Regions from separate parts of the Sus scrofa genome. Here regions 2 and 3 are each linked to region 1. The links are chromatin contacts, called in public HiChIP or PLAC-seq and promoter capture Hi-C maps. All regions are on one chromosome and are shown on one strand. Each heading gives the region's core, a stretch centred on a gene start, on an enhancer-like site or on the middle of the called end of the contact. The rest is flanking DNA. Distances are from core to core; before and after follow the strand shown.

The links. Promoter capture Hi-C pulls out the DNA fragments that hold promoters and counts their contacts. HiChIP or PLAC-seq counts read pairs in DNA pulled down with a chosen protein or histone mark.
Region 2: a promoter capture Hi-C map of liver shows a contact between it and region 1, with 2.6 times the contacts expected there. The contact joins the promoter of RTN3 here to the promoter of OTUB1 in region 1. A contact is called at or near these places in 2 of 5 promoter capture datasets (fetal liver and liver) and 1 of 47 Hi-C or Micro-C datasets (blood).
Region 3: an H3K27ac HiChIP or PLAC-seq map of alveolar macrophages shows a contact between it and region 1. The contact joins the promoter of PRDX5 here to the promoter of OTUB1 in region 1. A contact is called at or near these places in 4 of 47 Hi-C or Micro-C datasets (embryonic fibroblasts, liver, omental adipose tissue and 1 more) and 1 of 2 datasets of contacts at active chromatin or transcription factors (alveolar macrophages).

Annotation. Positions count from the first base shown.
Region 1 is chr2:8,092,365-8,097,453 of Sscrofa11.1, forward strand. It overlaps OTUB1 (OTU deubiquitinase, ubiquitin aldehyde binding 1), which reads right to left and starts at 3,191. Exons shown (of 7, transcript NM_001162403.1): 1 at 3,113-3,191; 2 at 1,208-1,269; 3 at 866-964. The coding sequence starts at 3,170.
Region 2 is chr2:8,352,305-8,357,085 of Sscrofa11.1, forward strand. RTN3 (reticulon-3) reads right to left here and starts at 2,616. Exons shown (of 11, transcript XM_021082903.1): 1 at 2,283-2,616. The coding sequence starts at 2,424.
Region 3 is chr2:7,798,981-7,803,483 of Sscrofa11.1, forward strand. It overlaps PRDX5 (peroxiredoxin 5), which reads right to left and starts at 2,975. Exons shown (of 6, transcript NM_214144.1): 1 at 2,790-2,975; 2 at 1,497-1,631; 3 at 335-466; 4 at 223-261; 5 at 32-93. The coding sequence starts at 2,804. It overlaps TRMT112 (multifunctional methyltransferase subunit TRM112-like protein), which reads left to right and starts at 3,204. Exons shown (of 4, transcript XM_003122572.5): 1 at 3,204-3,776; 2 at 3,888-3,989; 3 at 4,120-4,209; 4 at 4,297-4,503. The coding sequence starts at 3,699. The coding sequence ends at 4,404.

The sequences.
Region 1 (5,089 bases), core at 1,941-4,440:
GACCCGCTCAACACTGTCAATTTCGAGTAGCTTCCAACTATTAGGAGTCTGGAGATTTTACAACAAAATAATTTCTGGATTGTCCTGGAAGCCCCAATGCAGCGACAGCCATGGATACTCCGAGTCGCCCCAGGAGTTTCCACTCCTTGCTACTCCCTGACGCCGAGCAGCGGTGTGGCTGTTACCACCAGGCCTGGGCACCTTCAATCACCTGGTAACCTGCCTGGCCCTGAGATGGCTAATCCCCAAGCCCTCCTTTCAGGTGGAAGGTTCTATGCATCTCTGATCTTCGGGGGAGCTGGGGGAGGAGTAGCATTTACTAAGCCTGCAGGCTGTGCCCATGAGATGCTGTTTACACATGCCACTGTCACACTTCACACTCCCAGCTCCCAGAGAAGACAGGGGGTTGTCAAGGAACTCACCTGTTTGTAAGTGACACCCGGGTCCCTTTCCCCCTGCCTCTCCACAGGTCCCCAAGGCCACAGGCCTCCTCCCAGCTGGCTCAGCCCCAAGTCAGCCTGAGACCGTCAGCTCCCGCCTGCCCCAGGCCCCACAGGCACCATCTCCCTCAGCCTGTGACTGCCCCGGGGGCAGATGCTTTCACCTTCCCGATTTCACAGATGAGCGCCATGGCTCAGAGATGGCGCAGCAGCTGCTGGAGACACAGCTGCTGTGTGGCGGAGTATTTGAATCAAGGTCTCTTTGGTTCCGGAGTCTGAACATTGACGAACCAGTGACCAGAGGGCCCCCCCAACATCCTGCCCTCTCTGAGGCCAGGCCCAGCGAGGAGCAGGTCTCAAGCAGGCATGCTCCTGCCCCTGCCTCTACCCAAGGGCTCTTCCTGCCCCCTTGGCCAGGCTCCCACCTTGATCTTCTGTTGATAGATGTTGTCGTCCTCGGCATACTCTTTGTACAGGACGGAGAGCTCCAGTCGCTCCGAGACCAGAGGGTTCTGCACAGCAATCTGCAGGGGCAGGAAATCCATCAGATGCTCTGACAGGTGAATGCAATGACCCACACCCAGCAGCGAGAACACCTGAATGACGGTGCTGGGCCAGTCACTCAGTAGCAGTGACCCTCTCCCCTACAGGCGTTCCGTACCCAGAACAGCTTGGAGAGGAGGGGACTTCCAAAATAGAGAGAAACAACAGGCCGCAGGCCCAGCTCCTGCATCCCCAGAGTAGGGCCGCTGGCCACAGCCCCTCACCTCTTGCTGAATTCGGTCCTGCTGAGCCATGATGGCTTCATCATAGGCAAGACAGTTAACACCTGGAATAAGGAAGAAAGCCAAGGTTTACAAGGGGCCCTGGTTAGCCCCACTGTGGGCAGCTGTGTCGAGGACAGGAGCAGCCCAGGCCAGGAGAGCAGACCTGGAATGTGGAGGCACGTGTCAAACCCTGCCCCACCCCAACTGTGTGATCTTGGCAAGTCCTTTCCTTTCCTGGGCCTTCGTTTTCTCATCCTTAAAATGAGGGGGCAAAGGTGACCACTCTTCTGGCTCTAACAACCCCCCTTTCCCCTTGCTTTCTAACAGCACTTCCCAGCAGCCTGGGGAGGCCCTGGAGCCAGGCGGGGTCTCTTGGGGAAAGAAAGATGAGGCAGCAGAGTCCTGGGCCGGATGGGAGCTTCCTGTGAGTCTGCACTCTACCCAATCACACCCCTCCTCCTCCTCCTGCCATCCTGGGGACTTTTTTTTTCTTTCATTCTCTTTTGGCCACACCCACAGCATATGGAAGTTCTTGGGGCAAGGATGGAATCCAAGCCGCAGCTGTGGCAACACCAGATCCTTAACCCACACGCCCCGCCAGGGATCCAATTGGCGCTTCCAGAGACAAGCCAGATCATTAACCCACTGTGCTACAACAACTCTCCATCCTGCATACGCCCATTTTAGATAACAAATGCAGACAGGTGACGTAACCCCCCCAAGGTCACAACCAGAAAGACCTGTGGTCAAATCCAGGTGTGTCTCATTTCAAAGTTTGAGCTCTTCACAATTACTCCCCCGGGGCCACCTGAGTGCAGAGGCCTGTCCTCGGCTGGAAGCAGGGACTGATACCACCACCATCCCCTCAGCGAGATGTCCTGAGGAGGTGGTTCCTTAGAGGCACACTGTTAAGTGCTCATCCGTGAGTTGAGCAGGTCCACCCTGTGGGCCCCACTCTGAGCAGCCACTGGGGAGAAGCCAAGGGACCTGAATCCTGGCCCCAGCTCTTTCTTAACTTATGTGGTTACAAACAAGTCCCTTCTAGTGGGACGGGTCTCCCAAAGTTCAGTCCTTCAAGTGTGCAGTTAGAACAGGAGGTGTGTCCTGAATGATTTTTAAGGCCAATACTTTTAACTTTGAGCATCCTGGATCCTCGGCTGGGCCTCGACCCATCGCCTACACTGCCCTGCAACAGGAATGTCCCTCTCACCCTGAGGACCTACTCAGGCCCCAGAGTCTATCTTGGGGTGAAAAAGAAGAGAGTGGACCATTTAAAAGGACCAGCTCTTCAGGAGTCTAAGGATACAACGCCTAGTCAGGCGGAAAGGGGCTGCAAAGGCAGAAGAAGGGGCTCTACCGAAAATGAAGGCTGCTGCCCTCAGGGGCACACACCGGCGGCCGCTCAAGACCCCAGGGCGCCCGCAGCATCCCCGGCGGCCTGCCCAGCCCTTTGTGCTCCGCAGCCCGGTGTAATTCGACGCCCTCCCGGGCTTGGGTTGGTCTGGAGAAGGCAGGCGGCCGGGCCCAGACTAGGCCTGGGCCTGACTGCAAGGACCAGGGCTGGACGGCTGGGGACCCCAGGGCCAGGCGCCCGGCGGAGAGGGGGCTGGGTGGGGGGCGGGCGCGGCCCAGGCTCCGCCCCGGGAACGCGCAATGGGGAAGAGCCGGGGGCCCGGGCTAGCACTGCTCTCTCGCACGCCGCCCGCCCGGCCGGGGGTCGCGGCGACCGCTCCTTCCATTGTGAGGGGGAGGGGAGGAGGCGGCGGCGGCGGCGGAGGAGGTGGAGGAGGAAGGGGCCATAAGCGCGCTTCGAAGCTGGCCGCTCCGCCCTTGGCCTCCTCGTGAGCCGGTGACCCGGCATCGCCCCCGCTGGCCTAGGCCGGACAGCCCTCCCCGGGTGGGTACCTTCAGAGTCGCTGCCCAGCGGCTCCTGCTTCTGCTGCTGAGGTTCCTCCGCCGCCATCTTTAAACAGCGCCGCACTGCCGACCACTTCCGGGTTACCAGTCGCCCTCCTCCCGGAAGAGAGCCCCTCCTTGTGGCACCTCCTTAGTAACGCCCCTAGCAACAGGATCCCCTTAGGCGTTGCCACCTGAGGGGCTCCCAGTCCCTCGGGCTGCGGTGGAAGCCGAGCGAAAGCCAGGCAGTCCCCGCCCACCCTCCACCCGCAAGCTTGCTCAGCTCCATCATCCCAGGCTCCCAATGTGCCCGGTAGTGATAAGAGCCTCCTGGGGCCGCTTCAGTTTTCTTTTCACTGGAGTTTGAAGCGCGGATTGTGTTATTGAGATAAGCAGGAAGATGAAATTAAAATCACTGAAGGCAACATTCCTGCTTCGGGCTCTAGAACTCATTTCAGGCGCTTACAATGAGGATCACCTGGCGTTAACATCAGAGCCCTGGGCATTACCGCCCCTCTTCCCTGAGCCTCAGTTCTGAGCGGGCATTGGTATCCTGCTTCTGGCAGAAAGAACATGTCCCTTGAGGTCAAAGACCTAACTTTGGACTCTCTGCCCTTATGAATAGGAGGAAATTAGAGATTTGGGGGGGGATTGTTTGGTTGTTAAAGAAAGGAGTTGAGGGAGCTCCCTGGTGGCCTAGGGGTTAAGGATCTGGCATTGTCACTTCTGTGGCTTAGGTCACTGCTGTGGAGTGGGTTCGACCCCTGGCCCAGGAACTTCTGAATGCTGTGGGCACAGTCCAAAAAAAAGAAAAAGAAAAGAAAAAGAAGGGTTGGTAAGAAGGGAAAACAGATTAGTGATTGCCCGGGCTTAAGGAGGAGTTGGGGGCAGAAGGGAAGTGGGTGTGATGGTGAAAAGGAAACAGAAGAGCCTCCTTGTGGAGATGGAAATGCTCTTTCTCTTGATTATATATGAATATCCTGGAATGTGCGGTACTATAGTTTCAGGTGCAAAGCGCTACCCGTGGCGGGAAGTGAGTAACCTGTAGACAGGGTAGACGGGATCTTTATGTGTCTACTCAGATTGCCTGTGAATTATCTAAAAATAAAATGTGGAGTCCGCATTGTGGCTCAGCAGGTTAAGAACCCAACATAGTGTCTGTGAGGTTCGATCCCTGGCCCTCGTTCCGTGGGTTAAGGATCTGGCGTTGCTGCAAGCTGTAGTGTAGGTCACAGCTGTATTCAAACGCCTCATTGCTGTGGCTGCGGCGTAGGCCGGCAGCTGCAGCTCCGATTCAACCCCTAGCCTGGGAACTTCCATATGCCGCAGGTGTGACCTTAAAAAGAAAAACAAAAAAATGTGGCAAGGCCTTGGGTGCTAAAGATGCTGTTATTTAATGAGGTTACAATCTGGGGCTCAGCTTCTCAACTTTTCACTATGGAGGGCCTTTTTGTGACATGATAGTGATATGTTAGCACTTGAGGAGGCTGTGCCTGAGCCCAGTCAGACCCCTCAGTTCCTGACAGCATGGGAGCACAGTGTGGCTGAATGTCTTCGTGAGCTACATCCAGCGCTGGAGCAGGGGCAGCTGGTGCCTGGGCTCATCACACAGCCCACAGAGGCTGTCTGGGCAACACTAGGAATGCCAAGTCTGTGTCCAGCAACATTGCAAATTACTATGTATTGGGTCACTGAACCTTGGGATTGCTCCAAACTCAAGAAAGCCGAGGGTCCACCATTCGGACCCCATGCCCATCAAACTGCTCATTCCCTTTCCCAGTTTTAACAATGAAATCTGTAACCGCCAGTCGGATTGTCAGTCAGTAGCACCTGTATTGCCGAAGGAGAAGCTAAGACAGTTAATGACGAAAAGATGATTTCTATTTGGCTTTTTACAAAAATCTTGAAAATAGCTATACGGCAACTCCACTCTTACCCACACTCCTTGTTTTGAGTAGGGAGTCCAGTTCTGGAGAGAGAGAAGGA
Region 2 (4,781 bases), core at 1,366-3,865, 260 kb after region 1:
AATTATCTTTCACCTCAACCTCAGATTTCTGCCTTTGAAATCTTTGCTTTCCTTCAAAGGCAGAAGTCTGGGAAGCCAATCTTGGCCCCTGACCTTCTCCAAGCATAATTACTACCGGCTGCACTAACACTTGAGTCAATGGACCAGAGAATGTTATCACTGACTATCTACCTTTGGACAGGAATTAAATATCTAAAATTTGTTACTGGACAAGTCAGTCAGGACACAAGTGTTTCCTGCAGGCACCAAGTGACCACTTACACTTCCTTTTTTAATTTTGGGAAGTCTCTAAAACCAAGACAAGCTTGGTGAAAGAAAGTAAAGCTGAAGGTTATCGTCAACACTTCTACATTTTTTTAAACAATCAAGGTAGATTTTTTAAGAATCCTTTTTCAACTAATCAAATTTTGGAATAACAAATTTCATCTTATTTTCATGGTGCAGAAGCCTGAGACATTTCCTCTGAGAGATGGGAAAAACATTCTGCAAGGAGGAAGAGTTCTGCAATGAAACGATGACTATACACTGCAGTGTCTTAAGCTAAACTTTTCAATTCGTGACCTGACAAATAAGGATCTTGCATTGAATCCACTGTTAACGATTTTTAGACAATATTAATACATATTTGCAATGGATAAGAGTTTAAGGTAGAGTATCAGATTTATTTCTCAAGTGAATCAAAAATTTAAAATCAAGAGGTATGCCCAAGTGAACAGTAAGTAAGCCATGACAAGTGATTAAAGCCAAAACACCAAGTTGCTAAGTATATAGGAAAGCTGCTGTTCATCTGGATCTTTTCCCAGAACACAAAAATTTGAAGAAACAGTGGTGGTTTAAAGGGGACAAGGGTTCTAAATTTGCTGCCTCATTCCTTTATCTGGACAGCTAATCTTGACATTACAGAAGCTTCCTCTGATAGGGTTCTACTGAAACGGCCATAAGCACACTGGAAAATCCAAATGGGTACCAAAGCTCTTATGTGGAAATCCACTGTTGAAAATTCACATAGAGAATATTTTTAAAACTCAGATCAATTCTGTCCTTTAGAACAATCAACCCAAGATTCTGCCAAAAGAGACAATGAAGTATTTAGAAACCTCTCCAAATCCTTTAAGGTGACTAAATAAAGAGCAAAATTATCTGTACTCTCCTGAGCTTATGGCCCTTCCTTTAACAAAAGGCTTTTTTTTTTCTTCGAAGACTGAGTTCCTTTAAGAACCACCACCACCTGCTCATGGTGCATTTTTTTTTTTTTTTTTCAGGAAGGCATCTGCACTGCAGATCTCTGCACGAGGGGAGCTTGCCAGCCAGCTCCCACCAGCAGGCAGACGCGTATACAATGGAAACTAAAAGCGGCCTGCAGCTTCCCTCCTAGTCTTTCACAGTGATGGGAGGAGAAGGGGGTTCAACCAGACCCTGCTTTGTCTGAATCTTCTCTCCCTCCCCTCTTTCTGCGGTAACCCCCCCCTTTTGTTATATTTCGATCATTAACAGCCAACGGAAAGCATGAAGTTAAAACAGGTTGATAGCTTGAAATGACTCTATTCCCGTCTAGAATATAAGAAGCTAATTACATGTCCCCACCCCCACGCCGCGCCAGTGAAGAGCAGGCTGTGTTGCAGATGCAGCCACGGATCCATCTTGGACCATCAGCGGCTCCCTCCCAAATCTTCCCTGAGATATTCTCATCACGCCTCCCTCTACCCCGCAGCCTCAGAAAAATCAGGCATTTAGAGTCTGGCCGCAAAAAATCTAAGGAAGATGAAAACAGTATAGAAAACACTGTAGCGTGTTTCCATGAAACTTCCTCATCCTCCCCACGGGCAACCAAAAAAAAAACATTTTTTTTGGAAGACTACCATGCATGTCTGATTATGTCAACACCTGCCTGCGTGCCTGCAATGCAACCCTTTCACCGCCATCCCCTCGAAATCGTTAACGAATCATCTCTTCGACCACCAACCTGCCCCAATCCTCTCAATCTCGCTAATGCTCCACTAAATCACCCCGGTTCAGTGGACGGCTCGCCCGCACTAATGTCCTTCCCCACCTGCACCGTCTTGGCGTTAACGCCCACTCTCTAGAACATCCCCTCCCCCAACCTGTTTTCCTCACACGCCGTTATTTCCTCACCACCAGCACCACCTTACACGCCCTCCCCTTAGCCCATTTTCCAGACGCTCGTTCCTGGGGGCTAAGGCCCCCGTAGGCAAGGGTGACTCGCCGGCCTCACCCCCCAGGACCCCCCCCCAAGCTTAAGGTCCCCCCACGGCGCGCCTCACCCGCACAGGAGGAGCCGCAGCTCTTCGCCCCCAGGGCGGGGCAGGCTCCCGGGCTCCCACCGCCGCCACCGGGCGCAGAGGACTCGGCCCCGGAGGACGACGAGACGGACGGGGACTGAGTGGCCGCCGACAGCTCCGCCATGGCTGCGCGAGCAAGGGAGGGAGAGGGGTGAAGAGAGCTGTGGGACGGGAGAGAGGAGGGGAAAGAGAATAATCGAGTCCGGCAGCTAGCTCTCCGAAGTCGCTTCGCCCCTCCTGCTCCGAGGACAGACTCCGACAGACTGACTGACTAAGCCCAGCGCCGCGAGAGGGCGGGAGCGCGAGCGCGCAGGCGCACAAAGGACCCTCGGGCGGGCGGCGGTCGCCTTGAGGCACCCAGCGACGCAAGGCGCAGGCGCAAGAACAGTTCCCCCCCCCCCCGCCCTGTCCCCTCCGCTAAGCTCCTGCTGAGAAGGAGGGGCAAAACCCGCCCGGCGCGGCGTTGAGGCCGGAGGCCGGGGTGGGCCGCGCCCCTCAGGGACCGGGCGCAAGGGGCGTGGCCAAGCAACAAGCCCCGCCCACCACTGCGGGCAAAGTGGGAGGGGGGCCTGCGGTTTAGAGCTTCGCGGCTTTTTATGTGAATGCGTTGAGTAAACTGATTACGTGTTTTAACGGTAGAAATTTATTTTTGCTTCCATTAGTGGAGAATATTTTTCCTGCAAATTCTAGAGCCCAAGTCTTTTGTCTGATGCTTCCCCACCCCCACCCCCGTGACTCTAATAAAGTGAAAACCACAGTGAGGGCCCATTCTGCAAGGTGCTTTCTGAATTTTTCTGGATGTGTCATAATACCTCATCACCATGAGGCAGCCATGACACGATCTCCCATTTGGCAGTTGGAGAAAGACGCTGCACAGAATGAAAAACTATTACTCATTCCAGTCACATTGCATTGCAGCTGCAGAACCTGCTTCAAATTCTTATCGCCTTAAAAAGAGGGGTCCACCTTGGGTCCTAAGGTTGTCCGTTTCTCTTAATAGACTAACAGGTAGAGAAGACATGTTCTGATTGAAAAAGAGCTGAGCTAATGAGAAAAAAAGAGCCAGGAGATAACATCCCGGCTCTGGTTATGGGGGATGGTAAAATGAAAAATGACGTAGTAAAAATTGAGAACGTGGCCCAAAAGACACATAATTCAATTTTATTCGTAGCCTAAAAGGCGTCCTTAACAGAAACTGTATTTGAAAGCGGATATCTAGCTTATGCTGGATTTTGTTCATTTTTTGGCTTCTCTTCCATTGGCTTGCAAAAGTCTCCATATACCTGGTCAAACGATTTGAAATGTGCACTATTCTTTTAAAAGGGGGAAAGTAGACTGGAAGTAATAAAAAGCAAGGCTATAGGCCTTGTTATTGCTAAGGCAGCAATCGATGACCTGATTCGGCAATTGCAGGATCAGCAGATCCTGTAAAGATGCAACCTCATGAAGGCGGAGGTAGTCAGCCAAGCAGTCTCACAGAGGAAAAGGGATCTGACCAGTGGAAATCTTCTAGAACAGGCAGTGGACTACATCTGCCCTTGACAGGTTTTAAGGTCAGGTAAAGCCCAGACAGGAAAAAAAACTCCTGGCTTTTGAAACACTCTAAAAAAGGCACAGAAGAATATTTCCCAAAATAACTTCATGGCAAATATCTTACTCTGGCACTTACAGCATCAGTTGATAATGCAGCATTCTGTCCTCTAGATGACAAAGAGAAATACAAGCCAATCTGATAACCAAGCCAGTTATTTACCCATTCTGATAAATGCATACATTTAAAAAATTTACATTATTAAGGACTGGATAAGGAAATGAATGATGCTCATCCCTACCCCAACAGCAATTGCTAGGATCTGCAGATCCTGGCTAGAAAGGAAGTCTGTTTCCATATCTAGACACAGAGAAAAGAGGATAAAAGTCAAGACATGGATGTGGTCTTGGTGGTCTCTTCAGATCTTCAGACCCTTCAGATTTTTTACATAAAAGGTCTTTGTGCTAGGTCCAGTTCCTGAAGCTGCCTTTCCTTCCTGCTCCTTTTTGCTGTACCAGTCAATTTCCCTGAGACTGACTCTTGCTTGGAATGTTATTTGTATACATGTTTGTTCCACAAATGTTTGCTGGTCACCTGCTGTGTGTATGACACTACTCTGTTGGGGCTTGGAACATATATAAAGTTAAAAAAAATACAGACTAAATAGCAACCAAAAATAACCAACAACACAAAACTATATGCTATGATTAGATGACGAGTGAATTGTACGGATCTAAGAGTAGAGGGAGGGGAGTTCCTGTCGTGTTTTGGCGTAAACAAATCTGACTAGTATCCATGAGGACGAAGGTTCGATCCCTGGCCTCATGCAGTGGGTTAAGGATCTGGCATTGCCGTGAGCTGTGGTGTAGGTTGAAGACGAGACTTGGATCTGGCATTGTTGTGGCTGTGGTGTAGGCCAGTGGCTACAACTCTGATTCAACCCCTAGCCT
Region 3 (4,503 bases), core at 1,725-4,224, 290 kb before region 1:
GGCATCCCACGGGGGACCCTCTTATTTTTACCTCTTGAGCCGTCGATTCCCAAAGAGAGACACCAAGGAATCATCTAGTAATAAATCTGTCTCCTGAAAGGAGAGGCGGAGGAGAGGTCAGGGACCCCTGAACCCCCTTGGCTGCTCCCTACATTGGCCACATCCCTCCAAGTCCTTGCTTCCAAGATGGAGGCTGAGGGGCCGGGGACACGGCGCACTCACCTTCCCAAAGGCCCCAGTGGGATCAGCCAGGAGCCGAACCTAAGGAGAAGGTAAAGGTCACGAGAAAAATCTCCCACTTGGCCCCTGATCCCCTGCAGGACCCACAACTCACCTTGCCTTCCGTGTTGTGGGCTCGTCCCCACATTTCAGTGACAAAGACGTCATTAACACTCAGACACGCCACCACTTGGATCCCCTTGGCCTTCAGTGCTTCGGCCTGCTCCACAAACCCTGGAAGGTGGGTCTGGGGAAGGGAAAAATGGGTCAGCAGAGGGATAACTCATCTCCAGACCCTCTCAACTTTCCTCTCTCAACAGCTTTGATCAGACAAGGAGAACTGTGTAAGCCACACTTTCTTTTTTGTCTTGGCCACTAGGAAGCTCAGATCCAAACTTGAGCATTCCTTGGCCAGGACCGCAAACCTCCCTCCCATGGGCTAAGTCTCATTTACCCAAGTCCCAAGTCCCTTCCAGAGTGCCTGTCACCCAGTAAGATCAATGAGAGGTGCTGGATTTCAATGCATCACCCTTTTCCCCTACATTCCTGATACCGGTTCACAGCCCCAACTTATTTTTTAAAAACCTCATATGCTCTCGGAGTTCCCACTGTGGCACAGCGGAAACAAATCCAACTAGGAACCATGAGGTTGTGGGTTCAATTCCCGGCCTTGCTCAGGGGTTAAGGATCCAGTGTTGCCGTGAGCTGTGGTGTAGGTCACAGACACAGCTCAGATCTGGCATTGCTGTGGCTGTGGCGTAGGCCGGCAGCTAGAGCTCCAATTAGACCCCTAGCCTGGGAACCTCCATATGCCATGGGTGAGGCCCCCGAAAGACAAAAGACAAAAAAATAAAAATAAAATAGGAGTTCCCGTCGTGGCTCAGTGGTTAATGAATCTGACTAGGAACCATGAGGTTGCGGGTTCGATCCCCTGGCCTTGCTCAGTGGGTTAAGCATCCAGTGTTGCCGTGAGCTGTGGTATAGGTCGCAGACACAGCTTGGATCTGGCGTTGCCGTGGCTGTGGTATAGGCCAGCGGCTACAGCTCCAACTAGACCCCTAGCCCGGGAACCTCCATATGCTGCTGGTGGGGCCCTCAAAGGACAAAAAACAAAAGACAAAAAATAAAATAAAATAAAATAAAATAAAAACCTCGTATGCTCTCTTAACTACCGCATCATCTACACCCTCTGGATACAAGCTGCCCCGGGACTACATGGAGGTTAGTGAACAACCTCCACATACACCAGGTCTGAGCCCCAGAAGGGGGAGTCTCACCTTGGAACAGCCAGGAGTAAAGGCCCCAGGGACTCCAAACAGCACCCCCTTCTTGCCCTTGAACAGCTCTGCCAGGTTCACCTTTTTCTCAGGCTCCCCTTCAAACACCACCACCGATGGGATGGCATCTCCCACCTAGAGGCAATGACAGCCAGGTAAGGGGGTGGGTGCGAGGGAGGCCAAGGGCACGGTGGTGGGGGCGGGGGGCAGCACAGAGGGCCTAGTAGCCCTGCCCAGTCAGGGGAAGACACCCAGCGGCAAAGTCCAACCCTGTCAGAGCTTCAGAGATGCCTCCCCAGCCGCCACCTGGTTATCCCACACCCTTCAGGTTTCAAGGTGGCCCGATTCCTCTTAAGGGCCAGTTGGTGACAACAGAAGAAGTGGGAGAAGGCCCCCCTGGGTGTCGCAAGAGGTTGAGTAAACAAGCGAACTTACAGGAAAGGAGTGGGATAAATGGGCAGGAGGAAGAGGCCCTAAGGGACCCAGAGGGAAGGGACACTGGCCATGTCTGAAGGTCCCACCCCAAGAAGAGAAAAAGGTAGGACAGCAGAAGAAGGTGGGAGGGTTTGGGAGGAGGGATGCAGGTCCCTATAACCAGAAGGTAGAGAATGAGCAAAGGAATCTCTGGAAGGGGGGAAGAATCAGTGGACCTGGGAGTGTGTGTGGGATTCATGGGGCCAGAGGAGGTAGACAAACCGGAGGAGATTCGGGGGTGAGGGGAGAGCCTCGGAGAAACGCAGCAGTTAGCTGGAGGATGAAGCAAAAGGAGGAGGGGGTCTCAGAAGACGGTGGGGCAGGGGGAGTCCCAAGGAGCTGGGAATGGTCCCAGGAGATTAAACTTGGCAGAAGAGTGGGATATCCAACAGCACGACAGAGCCAGAGGGAGGGTATAGGGGAGGGCACCTATGGGGGCTGGAAAGGGCAAAGGAGATGGTTCCATATGGTGGGGGAAGCCATACTCAATCTCCTGAAACTGGTGGAGACCCATGGAGTGAACGGGGAACGGAAGACGAGGGGAAGGCCCTGGACCATGGGGACTGTCCCAGGTGATGGGGGGTAGGGACCCGAGGCCGGTAAAACTGGCGAAAATGTTGCAGCCACAGGGTCTGTTGAAGAGATGAGAGGGACAGACAGGCGTGAGGTACCTCTAGGGCGGCGGGTTGGGGCCGGAGAGCAAGAAAGAGGGTGTCTCTCTCCGAGACAAGGGGGACGAAGGGCCTTGGAGAAACAGGCGGGGGAGGTGGGGAGGACGAAGATGGGTCGGGGGTCAGGACTGGCTGGTCCAGCAGTCACCTTGATCGGGGCCATGGCTACACCGCGCTTCTCAAATCTCGGACCCTGCCAAGCGTCCACTCGAGGTCTCCTTCCAGGCACCCTCGGCTCCCGCCGCTGCCACTGCTGCACACTCAACGGCAGTCGCCCGGGAGCCCACCAAACCTGCCGGGCTGCGCAGAAGGCGCAGCCGCACCAACAGCCTGCGGAGCCTGGAAGCCCCAACGGCTCCACCCCCACCTAGAGGCTGAGTCGGAGGCCTGCCCAACGGGCTACGTAACCCGGCGAAAGGCGGGGCAAGGGGCGGGGCTTGGACGCCCCAGGTGGCCGGCGAGGCGCCGCCACTGCGCAGGCGCGGGCGGCGCGCGCAGGGGCGGAACTTTCGGCGATCTCGGCGGATTTGATGTAGGGACGGGATCAATGGCGCACCTTCCTGTAGGCGGAGCCTTCCGCTGCCCCGCAGCTTATTTTCCTTCAAGGATAGGGTGCCTGTTCTGATGGGCAGAAGTTACAAATTGGGGCGGTATTTCCGTTCCTTCACCGAAAGCGAGGACGAGGTGGCGAGGGGAGAGAAACGGTGGTGTCAGGCGCCTGTATGCGAGTAAAACATTTTTATTTTGCATTCAACGAAGACTCCTGCATCCCCGCTGTTTTACACGTAATTTGCATTGTACACGATTTGTAGCAATTGGAGGTCTGTCAGCCAAAACCACTGGGCCTGCGTCATAGCAAGCTCCTGCTGAGATGCTTCCGGGAGCCGCGCGTGATCCCATCCCACCTCTTCTCCCGCGAGCGCAAGAAGTTCCAGCAAGTTCGCTGTTTCCGCTCCTCCCACATGTCCGATAGGCTAGAGCGGAGCGGCCGGGAAGTGACGCCAGCGGGATCCGGGCTCTTTCCGGCTCGGGCTTGGCGAGAGCGCGTTGTGGCGACATGAAGCTGCTCACCCACAACTTGCTGAGCTCGCATGTGCGGGGGGTGGGGACCCGTGGCTTCCCACTGCGTCTCCAGGTACCCGCTGTCGGGGGCGACCTCAGGCCCCCTCTCCCGGGCGCGGGGTGGGGGGCGACTAGGAAAACCAGGATCCGGGCTTTGTCTGACTAAAGTCTCTCCGCCCCGCAGGCCACCGAGGTCCGCATCAACCCCGTCGAGTTCAACCCGGACTTCGTGGCGCGTATGATACCCAAAGTAGAGTGGGCGGCGCTTCTGGAGGCGGCCGACACCGTGAGGACCCTCCCTCCCCTGCACGTCCTCGGGGGTGGTGTCCCTGCAGCCCTGTACACCAGGCCAAGGAGCCTGGCCTCGGGGCGAGGGTCGGGGATCCCCAGAGATGATTTAGGCGTCTTGCCCACAGTTGCATCTGGTCGAGGTGCCCAAAGAGCCGATTCAGGGATACGAGCACGATGAGACATTCCTGAGGAAGATGCACCACGTGTTGCTGGAGGTGAGAACCTGCCTGTCACTTGCTTTGCAGCCCTGTACTCACACCTGGAGGCTGCCAGTGCTCAGCTTTGTAACCCTTTTCCTGCAGGTGGATGTGTTGGAGGGCACCCTGCAGTGCCCAGAGTCTGGACGTTTATTTCCCATCAGCCGTGGGATCCCCAATATGCTGCTGACGGATGAGGAAACCAAGACCTAAAACGGTGCCGGGCACCAGTTTGTCATTCTGTGACCGTGTGTGTTTTTGTGTACATAAGTCTTGTTTGCTAGTTCCTTTGTATCCCCGACCCCGGGCCCA